2 separate regions of the Sus scrofa genome follow, and region 2 is linked to region 1. The links are chromatin contacts, called in public Hi-C maps. All regions are on one chromosome and are shown on one strand. Each heading gives the region's core, a stretch centred on a gene start, on an enhancer-like site or on the middle of the called end of the contact. The rest is flanking DNA. Distances are from core to core; before and after follow the strand shown. Region 1 has its middle 60 kb from the start of USP27X. Region 2 has its middle 8.5 kb from the start of AKAP4.

Region 1 (6,172 bases), core at 1,888-4,387:
AATTGCTGTTTCATCCTTGGCTCTTCCTGCTCAATCTACAAAGAAGCTCTGGTTTCTCCTATCTTGCAATGACAAAAACAAACACATCTCTCCTTGAACAATTACCCCAGATTCACCTTCTTAAAAAAGAGTCGCCAGGAGTTCCCTCTGTGGTGCAGCAGAAATGAATGCGACTAGGATCCGTGAAGATGCGGGTTCGATCCCTAGCCTCGCTCAGTGGGTCGGGGATCTGGCGTGGCCGTGAGCAGTGATGTAGGTCGCAGGTGTGGCTCGGATCTGGCATTGCTGTGGCCATGGGGTAGACCGGCAGCTGTAGCTCTGATTTGACCCCTAGCCTGGGGACTTCCATATGCCGCAGATGCCACCTTAAAAAAAAAAAAAAGAAAAGTGACCGATGTTAACTAGACTTATTGTGGTAATCATATTGCAATATATACAAATAGTGAGTCATCAGCACACCTGAAACTAATATAATGTTATGGGTCAATTATACTTCAATTAAAAAAAGGAAGCCTTCCCATAAAGGAACTACCTTGCTCAAGAACCTTGATTATTTTTCACTTTCTGAGTTAAGTACAAATCTCAGTTCAACGTTCAGGATCCTCCAAAATTGGGTTTCAATTTACCTTCTAGTTACATCTCCTACAACTTCCATACACTTCTTTATCCTAAGCTTCCACTACAGAGGACTACTCAGAGGTCCTTATACGATTTCCTGCCTGAATATCGTTGTACAAGGTGTTAACTCCAGTTGCATTTACCACCATCAGAGGACTCAGCACAACCTGCCCTGAGTATTTCTAGTTACCTGTGGCTCTCCCTCACCCACCCACCTCTATACCATGAGGGCCTGACGGCAGAGACTACATGTTACAAGGTGAGAAAGTAAAAATTCACTTGGACTGAGAAAGCAAAAACCTGGCCATTCATCAGGCCGGAATAACAGACACAGATAAAACCAGCTGCAAATTGAACAGGGAACAACAGTTCTCCCAAAGACATGCTGCTGCGGGGAGATAACAGCCTCCTATGTGAGTGACCATCGTGTTTTTTTTTTTCTTTTATTCACTGAGAAACTTTGTTTTCTACAATCACAGACTATCAGGAACCTTGCTGCTTGAAATGGTATCTGTGAGACTAAAACATCGCACCTTTGTCTGGAGGACATAAGCTTCTTGGACCCAGGGAAGCAACCTTAATTTCCAATGCAGGTGCAGAGCTTCAGATAAGGGGTATTTGGAGATGACATTCCACCTCTATCTTTACTTTGTGGTTCCCAAGGAAACAGGACTCTGGGTTCACTTCCAAGTCCAGACCTGCCATTGACCCCTCCACACAGCCCTGCTTTGAGCTTATGAAAACAATGCTTGGTTTAAAATTCACTTAAAACCCTTCCCCCCAATACCATAATGACTCTTGCTTTAGTGAGATGCTCCGTGGTTTCTCTGGTGTGCAGTCTCCCTTGTTGCTGAGGGTCCAAAAGCCTGACTTTACTGATTACAGATTTGTCCTTGGTGGCCTTGTCTTGACTGGGCTAGGATAGAGGTTTTGTACCCCTCACCACTTAGCTTGCCCAACGTAGGTGTTCAAAATTGTTCCCTACAGTAGACCCTGAATTAGAGTACTGGGGATCATCTGGAGTGATTATACACGTTCCTGTGTCAGTTCTGCCAGTAAAGAATTAGTTGGATCGTGTCAAATAGGTCAACGCGCCCCATTGGCCTGTTTCCTCCAATCCTAGGATAAGGGCTTTGGAGTCAGGGAGACCTAGGTTGGAATCTCAGTTCTACCTCTTACTAGTCCTGTGATTTCCGCTTTCCCGAGCCTCTGTTCTGTAATTATTAAAATGGAGACAGGAGTTCCTGTTGTGGCGCAGCGGAAACAAATCCCACTGGGAACCATGAGGTTGTGGGTTCGATCTCTGGCCTCGCTCAGTGGGTTCAGGATCTGGTGTTGCCGTAAGCTGTGGCATCGGTCGCAGACATGGCTTGGATCCCGCGTGGCTGTGGCTGTGGCATAGGCCGGCGGCTGCAGCTCCGATTAGACCCCTAGCCTGGGAACCTCCATATTCCCTGAGTGCGGCACTATAAAGAGAGAGAGAAAAAAAAAAAAAAAAGGAGACAATACCAAAAACTGCAGTGTAGATTTTCCAGTGTTACTGAGGATCGAGTTGGCTGTTAACACGCATCCCTACATTTGATCACTATTCCTACTACTACTATTATGTGAGCTCGGACACGTTACTTAACCTTTCTGTGCCTCCGTTTCCTATGAATAAAAGTGGAGAAGTAATAGTACTATCCCAGTGGGGTTACTGTGTGCATTACATGAGATCAAAAAAAGTAAAGGGCATCCAACAGTGTCTGGCGTTATGGAGGTTCAAGATGCGTGAGCTAATGTAATTAGTATCACATTTCTACTACTAACTATTCTGTGAGCCCAAAGCTCAGGGGCATCACTTTCGTTCTAAGAACAAAACCCCCCAATATGGATCGCAGGCCCGAAACTGAAAAGGAGCATTTCTTTTTTAAAGGCAATTGATACGCCCACCACTGAGTTAGGCCCCGCCCAGTCCTCATTAAATATGGCAGCGAGCAGGGCCGACCTACTGCGGCTGCGCGCGCGGAAACTCCTCCCAGCACCGTTCTCGCGGCCGCTCTCCCCGCCCTGCTGCCTCCCCCGCGGGCATCACCTAGTCCCCGCCTCCCACCTCCTCCCCGCCTCCGCCGAGGTGTGGGGAGAGGGCTGGCCGGGGCGCGCACGCGCAGACCGCGGCGGTGCTTGGCCGAGCCTTGCGAGGCGCCTGTCACATGAGCCGCGCGCCCGCTCCGCTCCCCCTCCTCCTGGCTGGGCTGTGAATGAAGCTCTGCCGGCTACGTGGGGCGCTAGCTCAACTCAGTGTCCCGGACGCCAGAGCCGACTGAGCGCTCTGCCCGCCGGCGGCGGACACGGGCTCCGCCGCTCCGGACTTCGGCGACAGGTAAAGACAAACGGGCTGTCCCTACCCGAGCAGGTCCTTGGCGGGCCGCTGGCCCTCACCCACCCTCGGAGCACCCCCTGGGCGCAGCGACACAGGGGAAGCGCTCCCCCACTGGCTCGGCCCACGGGAGATGGGGGTTCCCCGTGCCTGGCCGCCGCCTCCTGGTACTCGGAGGAGTTAGACCGGCCAGTTCTAGCCAGTGCAGGGCGGCATCTTCCAGGGAGCCCAGCCCTGTTCTCTGAGCCAGGGTCCCTGCGCTGTCCCAGCGAAGTTTTCTCGCGGAGCCACGCCAAGCCCGCCCCGCTTTTGAATGGGGGAGGTTAGCTCCAGGCATCCCCTTTCCAGGACTGGGGCAGGGTGGCTCTGGCTGGTTAAGCCCTGTCGAGGCCCCGTTCTTATCCATCCTGCCCTGGACTGGCAAGTTTGTGTGGGTCGTAGCGAAGCGGAGTCCAGACTCTCAGAAAAGTGGTTGCTGCGTTTTCCTTTTCCCACTTGGCTCTCCAGACTTTCCAGGCTTGCGCTTGAGCGCCTTCGCCCCAAGGGGAAAACTTTACCTTCACATCGATGCGCGTTTTACCACATTAACGTTTCAGAGCAAATCATTTTCCTGGAGTGCCAAGTGAAGTTGTACGTGTGCCCGTGTGTTAACGTCAGTTGTGAGCTACCCCGAATGAGGGAGGGGAATCCAGATGTGTGGAGCATAACAGGCCAGTAGGAATCTGCTTTACGTGAACTTCATATATTTATTAGCAACTACTTGGGCTTGACTTGCGAAATGTTAAATTCTCCTGGTCCCACGAGGTGCAGATCAGTGCTTTATCACTGCACGCTAAATAAGAGGGGAAAAAAAAAAAAAAAAGGCAAGTCAAGACAGACTGTCCCAGGTTCCAGATAAGTCATCAGAGCGCTTTTTTTTTCCTGGTGAATTCATCCTCGGACTTTTGTGAGTTCCTACTTTTCTTGGACTTCTCTAGCCTTTCCTTATCCAAAGCACTGTCATTTCTCTGTTGGCTTTTGGGGATGAGTGTACACTCTCACACGTTTGTCCTTTAAAGAAGGCATTAAAAAAAGGCCAAAATGGGAGTTCCGGTCGTGGCTCAGCGGAAACGAATCGGACTGCCATCCACGAGGACTTTGGTTCGATCCCTGGCCTGGCTCAGTGGGTTAAGGATCTGGCGTTGCCATGAGCTATAGTGTAGGTCACAGACATGGCTTGGATCCCGCATTGTTGTGGCTGTGGTGTAGGCCAGTGGCTACAGCTCCGATTGGACCCCTAGCCTGGGAACCTCCATATGCTGCCGGTTCGGCCCTAAAAAGGCAAAAGATAAAAAAAAAAAAAAAAAAAAAAAAAAAAAAAAGCCAAAATGATGGCTTTTAGGTTCGCATTAGTCTTAGGAAAGTATGCCTTAGGGCTTTCACTTGGGGGTGGGTGGAGGTGTTGCTTTTGTGAAACTTATGGAAATAGCAATCTACTTGGAACTTCAGGTCAAAAAAAGTGAAGACTTTCTTAGGAAAAAAGCCAATTGGCTTGTATGCTACATAAGGAAGACCAGTTTACTAATGAAGAACTTGTTTAAATGGATAAGCAAAGGGGTTAATGCATTAGACTCCTGAATCAAATGGAGTCAGACCTTTCATTTTTTTCTCTCCCATTCCCAGCGCCTTTCGGAGCCTCGCAGCTTTTGTCCTAAGACTGAATTTGACATTTTAAAAATCGGGATTATCTGAATTGCTTTGGTTTTACTTAAATTAGTATTCCATGAGATTTTTTTTTCTTTTCCTTTGGTTCTTTTCCTTTCTGATTATAAAAACCGTCTAGGCTCCCTATAGGACACTGGCGAAATGTGGGAAAATATATTGAAGCGGAGAGGAAGCACCACGACCCAGAGGGCTTTGCTCTTCACTTCTCATTCTGTCTTCTTTCCTCTCTTTTCCTCTGCGAGATTTTCCATCGCAAAATTTTCCTCTCCTGTCTACAAACTTTTTTTTTTTAATGTAGAGTTGGGTGTTGGGGGGGGGCTGTTGGGAAGGCATCGGCTATCACACGATTCATTTCCCCAAAGTGTGGCACTTCCAGGTAGGAGAGACACTTAATGATTATCTCATCCAGCCACCCTGCCTTTGAGATTCTGAAACGCATTTACTGAAGATCCAGTGATTCATGCAGAATTGGACAGCAGTCACTGGCCGTATTAACCGGCTCCACGTCTCCTCATTCTTCTTTCAGCAATACCTCGCTGCCTAGACGGAAACTTGACACTGTCTCGATCCGCTTATCTTTCCAGAGAGGTCCAGGAGATACTTTTCAAGGATTTGAATGTTTTTTTTTTCTGTTGATGTTTTCAGGTTCTGAGCTGGAACACCTTGCCGAAAACCAGACGGCACAGCTGCTCGTCCATCTACGTCCCAGTCAAGCCTGCCTACAAAACTGGGGCGGGGGGGGGGTCTGGGAAACTCTGAGCCTGTGACCCCAACGTGGGAGAGAATAGGATCAAGATGGCCATGTGGCAAGGTAAGAAGTTCGCTCGTCTTCCTCTCACTGGTTTTTTTCCTCCTCTATCCTCCATCCCAACCCAAACCCCCAAGCCCATGGCAGGCCGCCAGCCAGCTGTTTCTTTAATTTAACCCTTTGTCTTCCCCAGGACAAAGCATATTAGTTTAAAAGGAGTTGCTGCCAGCTGGACGTTCAGAGTATTTTAAAGTAGGGGTGGAGGGATGTGTGTGTGTGGGGGGGGTGTAGGTGTAGCAGGAAAATGTAGTGCCGGAAGCATTTTCAAAGAACTCCCTTCATTCGAACATGTGCTCCTGGGAGGTGATATGTAAGGAGACAGAAGGTGGTCTTTTTTCCTTTCTCTTTTTCTTTTCTTTTTTTTCATATTTTTGTTTCTTATTTATTTCTGGCAAATTTCTATCATCAAGTTCTCCAAGGTGGGGGAGTCAGATGTCAGCACTTCCCTGGCTCCCTCTTCCCAATGGAGACTTGAAAGCATATTTAATGTTATAGTGTTTATATTTGATGATAGAAGGAAAATGCCTGTTTTAATACTGTGGAATGACCTCAAAGCAAAGCTCAATGATATCTTGCCTGATGGATTCCATCTCTTATGAACCTATGAATTCTTAACCACATGCAAAAAAAGTTAATTTTTCTTTTTGCTGGGGTCGGGGATTGGGCCTTTTGGGAGAGTAGCA
Region 2 (6,172 bases), core at 1,975-4,474, 290 kb after region 1:
AAGTATTTACAGACACAAGTTTTCTGAAATAAATGTTCTGAGAAAGGGGAGGCCAGAGGTCTATCGTCGGGTTTTGGCTAGAATAAAAAGTAAATTTTTTTTTTGTGGCACTTTTGAACTTTCTCAAGCAGGCATTACAAAGAGGCTGGGGTCATCATTCTAGGGACATGGCCTTGAAGTGATAGAAACTATGCTGGTGTTTGTTCAAGTCCCTTAACGTAGGGAGTGGATGAAATTGTTTGTGCTGAAAGCTATAGTTCTTAAAAGGCCAAGGTTGAGGACTAGTTGAGAAGACAACTCAGAGGAGCCTGACTATATCAAATCATCATGTGGTACAGCTTAAATATATACAAATTTTATTAAAAAATAAGTTTTGGTCAGGGAGAGAGTCTTTGTCAATGACGATGAGTTAGAATGTATAACATAGGACCTGTTTTTCCTATACCGCCCTTTTGTCAAGGGGAATTTTGATGATTAAAGACAAAGTTGGAGCTCCTGTGTCTGGCCCATGTCTGTGGAATAAGAAGCAAAGAAAGAAAATGTTTATTTATTCTTCAATCACAAGAATGTATATCCCTAAGATAAAAGCAAACACATAGCAACAACCACCAAAAAACCAAAACCCATCTATATCTCCCAGCCCGGAAGGGAACAAATATGGCTCTGGCCTGGAAAATGTCTTACCACTTCTCCTAACTGACAAAGAGGGAACTATTATGGATGATTAGAGGTTTGTCCCTTTGCACCCCAATCCTGTCATCTTGGAGGCTAACCAGGAGCAAACAAGAGCAGCATTTGGGTGGGTTGGGAAACCAATAATGAAATGTAAGCAGGGTTTGTCATAGGTTACCGTGTAACTGCTGCCTCTTCTTTCTCTCAAGTTGCTGAGGGTCTCAGACTGACCTATACTGACTAGAGGTGGGGACAGAAGGGGGGGAAAGGGATATTCAGAGAGTCAAAAGAAGGAATATTCCATGTTAGTGCATGAATATGTGTGAAGTAGTATGCACTTAGGTTAGTCTTTGAGAGCCAAATATAGAAATATTAAACAGAAACTTTGGTCATTATTCCCCCCCACAACCAATATTTTCTGTTTTCTAACCTTGTTGATTCCACCTAAGCATCGTCTCTTCCACACAAACTTGTGAATAATTATATGTCAACACTTTAAATATGTCTTCAGTTTGCATTTGTTTTTTGTTTTTGTTTTCTCTTTTTGCCTTTTCTGGGGCAGCTTCCCATGGCATATGAAGGTTCCCAGGCTAGGGGTCACATCAGAGCTGTAGCCGCCAGCCCATGCCAGAGCCACAGCAACACAGGATCCAAGCCGTGTCTGCGACCTACACCAGAGCTCACGGCAATGCCAGATCCTTAACCCACTGAGCTAGGCCGGGGATCGAACCTGCAACCTCATGGTTCCTAGTCAGATTCGTTAACCACTGCGCCCCAATGGGAACTCCAGGTTGCGTTTGGTTTGAAAGAGCTATTAAGATAGTAAAAATGAGGCCTGTGTCTGTAATGTAATTATTATGAACAATGGCAAAATTAAATTTAAATGAGCCGAACGATCACCCTTCATGAAATCACTATCTGCCTGTTAGTTCCACTAAGGATCTCCTAGACTCAGATTTAGCCTACCTAATTTCATTTATGTGATGACACTGTGACCATTTGGAAAATGGGCTGTGATGCTAATGATTATCAGACATTATTTACTGTGGACCCGTACAAATGAAAACTCTACTTCTTTTTCTCCTGAACTGTTTTCCAGCCATGAGAATGCACAATGTCATTTAGAGCAACTTCATGTAACCATACTACAGTGAAAAATTGGATAGCTATTCTGAACATCTCAGCAATGGTGTTGCATAATTACTTCTGTCAAGTATTTATGTCTGTCTTTTCCTTTGAGTGACTGAAGCCGTGGAGGGAGAAAATAAAAGACTTTTGAAAAGCTATAAACATTCTCATTTTTAAATTTCAGAGGGCAGCTGTTAAAGGAAAGCAGACTCTTATGTTCGAGTTTCCTTTTTAGGTAGGGGCTTAATTAGGCAGCTAAGATCTGTTCTATTGCCTTGTAGAAAATGACTTACAGCTATTTTTGAAGGGTGGGCTTGGCTTGACAGTGGCCATTTCTGGTCAGTCTCCTTCCTCTTATAATTGTGAATTTCCCCCTCTCTGATTTTCTAGAACATTTGTTTATTGTCTGTATAATTCATCTGACATTTACTAGATCTGGCCTTGTAGAGTTAATTAACTTTCCCTATTTCTGGATCACCTACAATGAAAGCCTGGAGGGCAGGGTCTCTGATTCTTTCTCATTGTATCTGCCACAATGGTGGGCACACAGCGCGGGCTCAAGAATCAAATGATGGTTTTGGAATTTCAGGCAGGAAGCAAGTCAGCAGCCACATAAGTCTTGGAATCTGTAATAATGACAAAAAACTTGGTTAGCTATTTGAGTGGGCAGCCTTCTTCTTAGAACAATAATGCTCACACTAGCTAGCATACATCAGAATCACGGGGGAGGGGTGTTGGAGGGGGTGGAGGGGGGACTTGTGGAAACAGTGGTGGAGCTTCCAGGATCAAGAGGGTAATGTACCTGAAAAAGGCATGAAAGATCTGCACACATCTACCCCCACCGCATACCTTGTCCTGTATAGCTCTTCTTTTTTTGGTTTTTCCTGAATTATAAACCAATACATGCAAATAAAGTCTTAAACAAACCACACAACAGCTAGTTGGACCCCATCCCAGAGTTTTTAATTCTGCAGGTCTGTCATGGGGCCTGAAAATTTGCTCGGTATTGTATTTTACATGCATCCTCGTTTCAGTTTCACGCAACCTTCTGAAATGGGTATTATTTCCATCCGGATTTTATGAATGGGTGGCTGGAGCAGAGGCCATTTGGCGGGAGGTCTGGCTCGATCAGGCACTCGTCGCTACCATCCTCTTGGGGGGTGGGTGTCTGTGTGGGGAGCGCGCAGAGGTGAGTGAGGGTTTTTCCTTTCTTCTCGTCCCGAAGAGGCGGAAGAGAAACTCCCTGAGCAGGGCAAAGGGTACCTACTCTGATCTTTTGGCCCCATCTGGTGGTTTGGGGTCTGACTGAACAAAGTGCTGATCCATTACCTCCCCCTGCTGGTGAGACTGGTGGGGTCCGCCGGTGGCCGGGAGATTGGTTTCCTGAGCCTGTTTGTTTCTCAAGGCGGTTTTGCTGAGATGTTTTAAGGCTGAGGCGATTATTCTGACGCGGTTAGTCTCCCCCCCGCCCCCGCCCTCCGCGCCCCAAGCCCTTCTCTTCCCCTTTTCCGGATTTTGCTTTGTTTTCTTTTCTTTTTTGTTTTTTTCTTTTCCGATTGGTGGGGAGCGCCTCTCCAACATACAGCATTTGTTCCAATCCTTCTGTAGCGTGTCAAAGGTACAACTTATTTTTTCTAGGTAGTAAAAGAGCTTTTTGCCTCAGACCTATGTATATAAATATATCAGTATATCCTGTGTCAGAGCTGGAGATGTGGCTGAGGGAACTCAGCTGTTAACTGGGTTTCCACCCCCCACCCCGTCAAACCAACAAGTTGGTTTCCTACGTCACAGAAAGTACTTATTATGGTACGCACTGGTGACCGAGTTTTGATTCCTCCCTCCAGATAGTATTTTTTTTTTTTTGTCTTTTTAGGGCCACCCACGGCATTTGGAGGTTCCCAGGCTAGGGGTCCAATCGGAGCTACAGCTGCCAGCTGACGCCACAGCCACAGCAACATGGGATCCGAGCCACGTCTGCGACCTACACCACAGCTCATGGTAACGCCTGAGCCTCCACCCACGGAGCGAGGCCAGGGATCGAACCCTCGACCTCAGGGTTCCTAGTCGGATTCGTTTCCGCTGTGACACAACCAGCGGGAACTCCTTTCCAAATAGTATCCTTATCCGCGAATGACAGTTTTCAGCAAAGACCGTGGAGGAGAGGAAGGAGATCTGGAAGCACGAAACCTCTCGGGTTCCCTCACAGCCCTTGTGGGCAGTTCCCACCTCCCCCAACACACAGATTTAAGGATCATTAAGATAAGATGCAGCCTACCCTCAAATAGGATAAAGACTACCCTTAAATAGGATGAAGACTATCCTGGAAATAGGATAAAGACTAGTCTTCGGCTTTGTGGTGTCAGGGCCCCCTTGGGGATATCAGGCTTAGACCTTCTGTGCCTGTCACTTTCAAATCAAGATGACCATGGGGGTAATGAGTCCATGTGGCCACTAGGAGGTCGCAGCTGCTTGGAAAAACGTGTTTGCACACAGCATACGCTCCACCCCCAGCCCCAAGCCAGTTTTGGTTTTTTTTGGTTTTTTTTTGTTTGTTTGTTTGTTTTGTTTTTTTTTGAGGAGGCAGTCCTCCAGGTCAAAGGGAAACTGCTGCGTCCTCCCTGCTAGAATCACTCCCCATCCTAAAACCTGCAAGTTTGTGTATATTTATTGATCCGTGTTCTTAATAGCCCCATCCTAAAGACAGGTAACAGGTTCAAGGAAAGCAGTGACAGTCCAACTCGGACCCTAACAGTGCCTCGGGTACTTAGCTACTCAGTAATGCCTCTTGGTGATGTCAAGGGTGATGATGAGAACAGCGATTGTGTTGGTAAATATTTCCTCAACATGTGTCCTCTGAAGTTCTCAGTTTTATATTCACCTTGCTTTAGTGCTTATCACCCTCTGCCTTGTGTTGTAGTTATTTCATCATGAGCTTTATCTTCCCAAATACAGAAATGCTTGAGGAGAAGGACTGCATTTACTCATTTTCATTTATCCTGCAAGGGATACCTCTAGGTTCATCTATATGAGGGTGTGTTTAAGGATATGTACATAACTAAAAATTAGTGTGTGTGCATCTGAAACCAGTATAATGTTATATGTCAATTCTGTCTCAAGAAGAAAAGAAAGACAGCTATTGGTAATGGCTGTGCAAGACTTGCTGTGCCCAGAACCATATAGAAGGGCTTGATGAAGGCCAAGAATACTGGACCATGTTGGTCTAAACTGATTGGCTTATTTCACTAACTTCCTAACTGGTTCCACTGAGTTTTTCCTAGCCACTCTTCAACCGAATATTTTTAAAAGAACCAATATTTTGTTAACTACTGTTTTTTGGTTTTTGTTTTTCTTTTTAGGGCCGTACCTGTGGCATATGGAGATTCCCAGGCTAGGGGTCCAATTGGAGCCGTAGCCGCCGGCCTACACCACAGCCACAGCAATGTGGGATCCGAGCCGCGTCTGCAATCTACACCACAGCTCAAGGCAATGCCCGATCCTCAACCCACTGAGCAAGGCCAGGGATCAAACCCGCAACCTTATGGTTCCTAGTCAGGTTCATTAACCACTGAGCCACAAATGGAAACTCCAAACTACTGTTATTTTTTATAACAGCTTTATTGAAATATAATTCCAATACTATGTAATTCACCTTTTTAAAGAAGTATACAATTCAATGATTTTTAGTACATTCAAGGGCTGTGCAACCATCACCATAATAGATTTAAGGATATTTTCATCACTGCACAAAGAAACCTCCTACACTTTAGCTATCACATCTCAGCTCCCCCAACCCTATGCCTCCCCAGCCTTAGGGAGCCACTATTCTACTTTCTGTCTGTATAGATTTGCCCATTCTGAACATTTAATATAGATGGAATCATATAATGTGTGATCTTTTGTCACTGACTTCTTCCACCTAGCATTACATAGCCCAGGAAAGAGTTGTGACATGTGTGACAGGGTTTTTGTTGGGGCCTTTCATGCAGGCATCCTCTGCCTAGTACATACCAAATCTCCAGAGTCCCGGGAGGAAAGCTGCTATTCACCACAAACTATGTAGTTCACACAGTTAGAATACAGTGAACTATTCTTATCAGTTAGGGTGGGAGGAACCCTTGCCAAATCCAAGTTCCCAGATCCTAGCCAAGGGCCAACCTTGCCAGCAGTGTTTTCAAATGATAGCTTTCTCAGGCCTCCTAGCCTCTTTTTTCTATCCAAATTTCAATAGGAATTGCATTGATTCTGTAGATCAATTTGAAGAGAATTGCCATATTAACAATATTAATTATTCAAATCAATGAAAATGGGATATCATCACATTTATTTAGGTCTTTAATGTCTCTCAATGCTGTTTTGTGGTTTTTAGCATGCA

The links. A called contact is a pair of places that touch in the nucleus more often than the background predicts.
Region 2: a contact with region 1 is called in a Hi-C map of subcutaneous adipose tissue, with 2.8 times the contacts expected there. The contact joins two enhancer-like sites. A contact is called at or near these places in 1 of 5 promoter capture datasets (liver), 16 of 47 Hi-C or Micro-C datasets (alveolar macrophages, embryonic fibroblasts, epiblast stem cells and 9 more) and 2 of 2 datasets of contacts at active chromatin or transcription factors (alveolar macrophages and skeletal muscle).

What each region holds. Positions count from the first base shown.
Region 1 is chrX:43,610,839-43,617,010 of Sscrofa11.1, forward strand. No RefSeq gene overlaps it. Among named protein-coding and RNA genes, the nearest start is that of USP27X, 60 kb to the left of the region's middle. Within about 2 kb of position 3,138, at least 57 of the 83 cell types and tissues checked have an H3K27ac peak or open chromatin away from gene starts, as enhancers often do. A contact at or near this core is called in fetal liver, retroperitoneal adipose tissue and subcutaneous adipose tissue, where this site is marked.
Region 2 is chrX:43,900,602-43,906,773 of Sscrofa11.1, forward strand. No RefSeq gene overlaps it. Among named protein-coding and RNA genes, the nearest start is that of AKAP4, 8.5 kb to the left of the region's middle. Within about 2 kb of position 3,225, at least 24 of the 83 cell types and tissues checked have an H3K27ac peak or open chromatin away from gene starts, as enhancers often do. A contact at or near this core is called in fetal liver, retroperitoneal adipose tissue and subcutaneous adipose tissue, where this site is marked.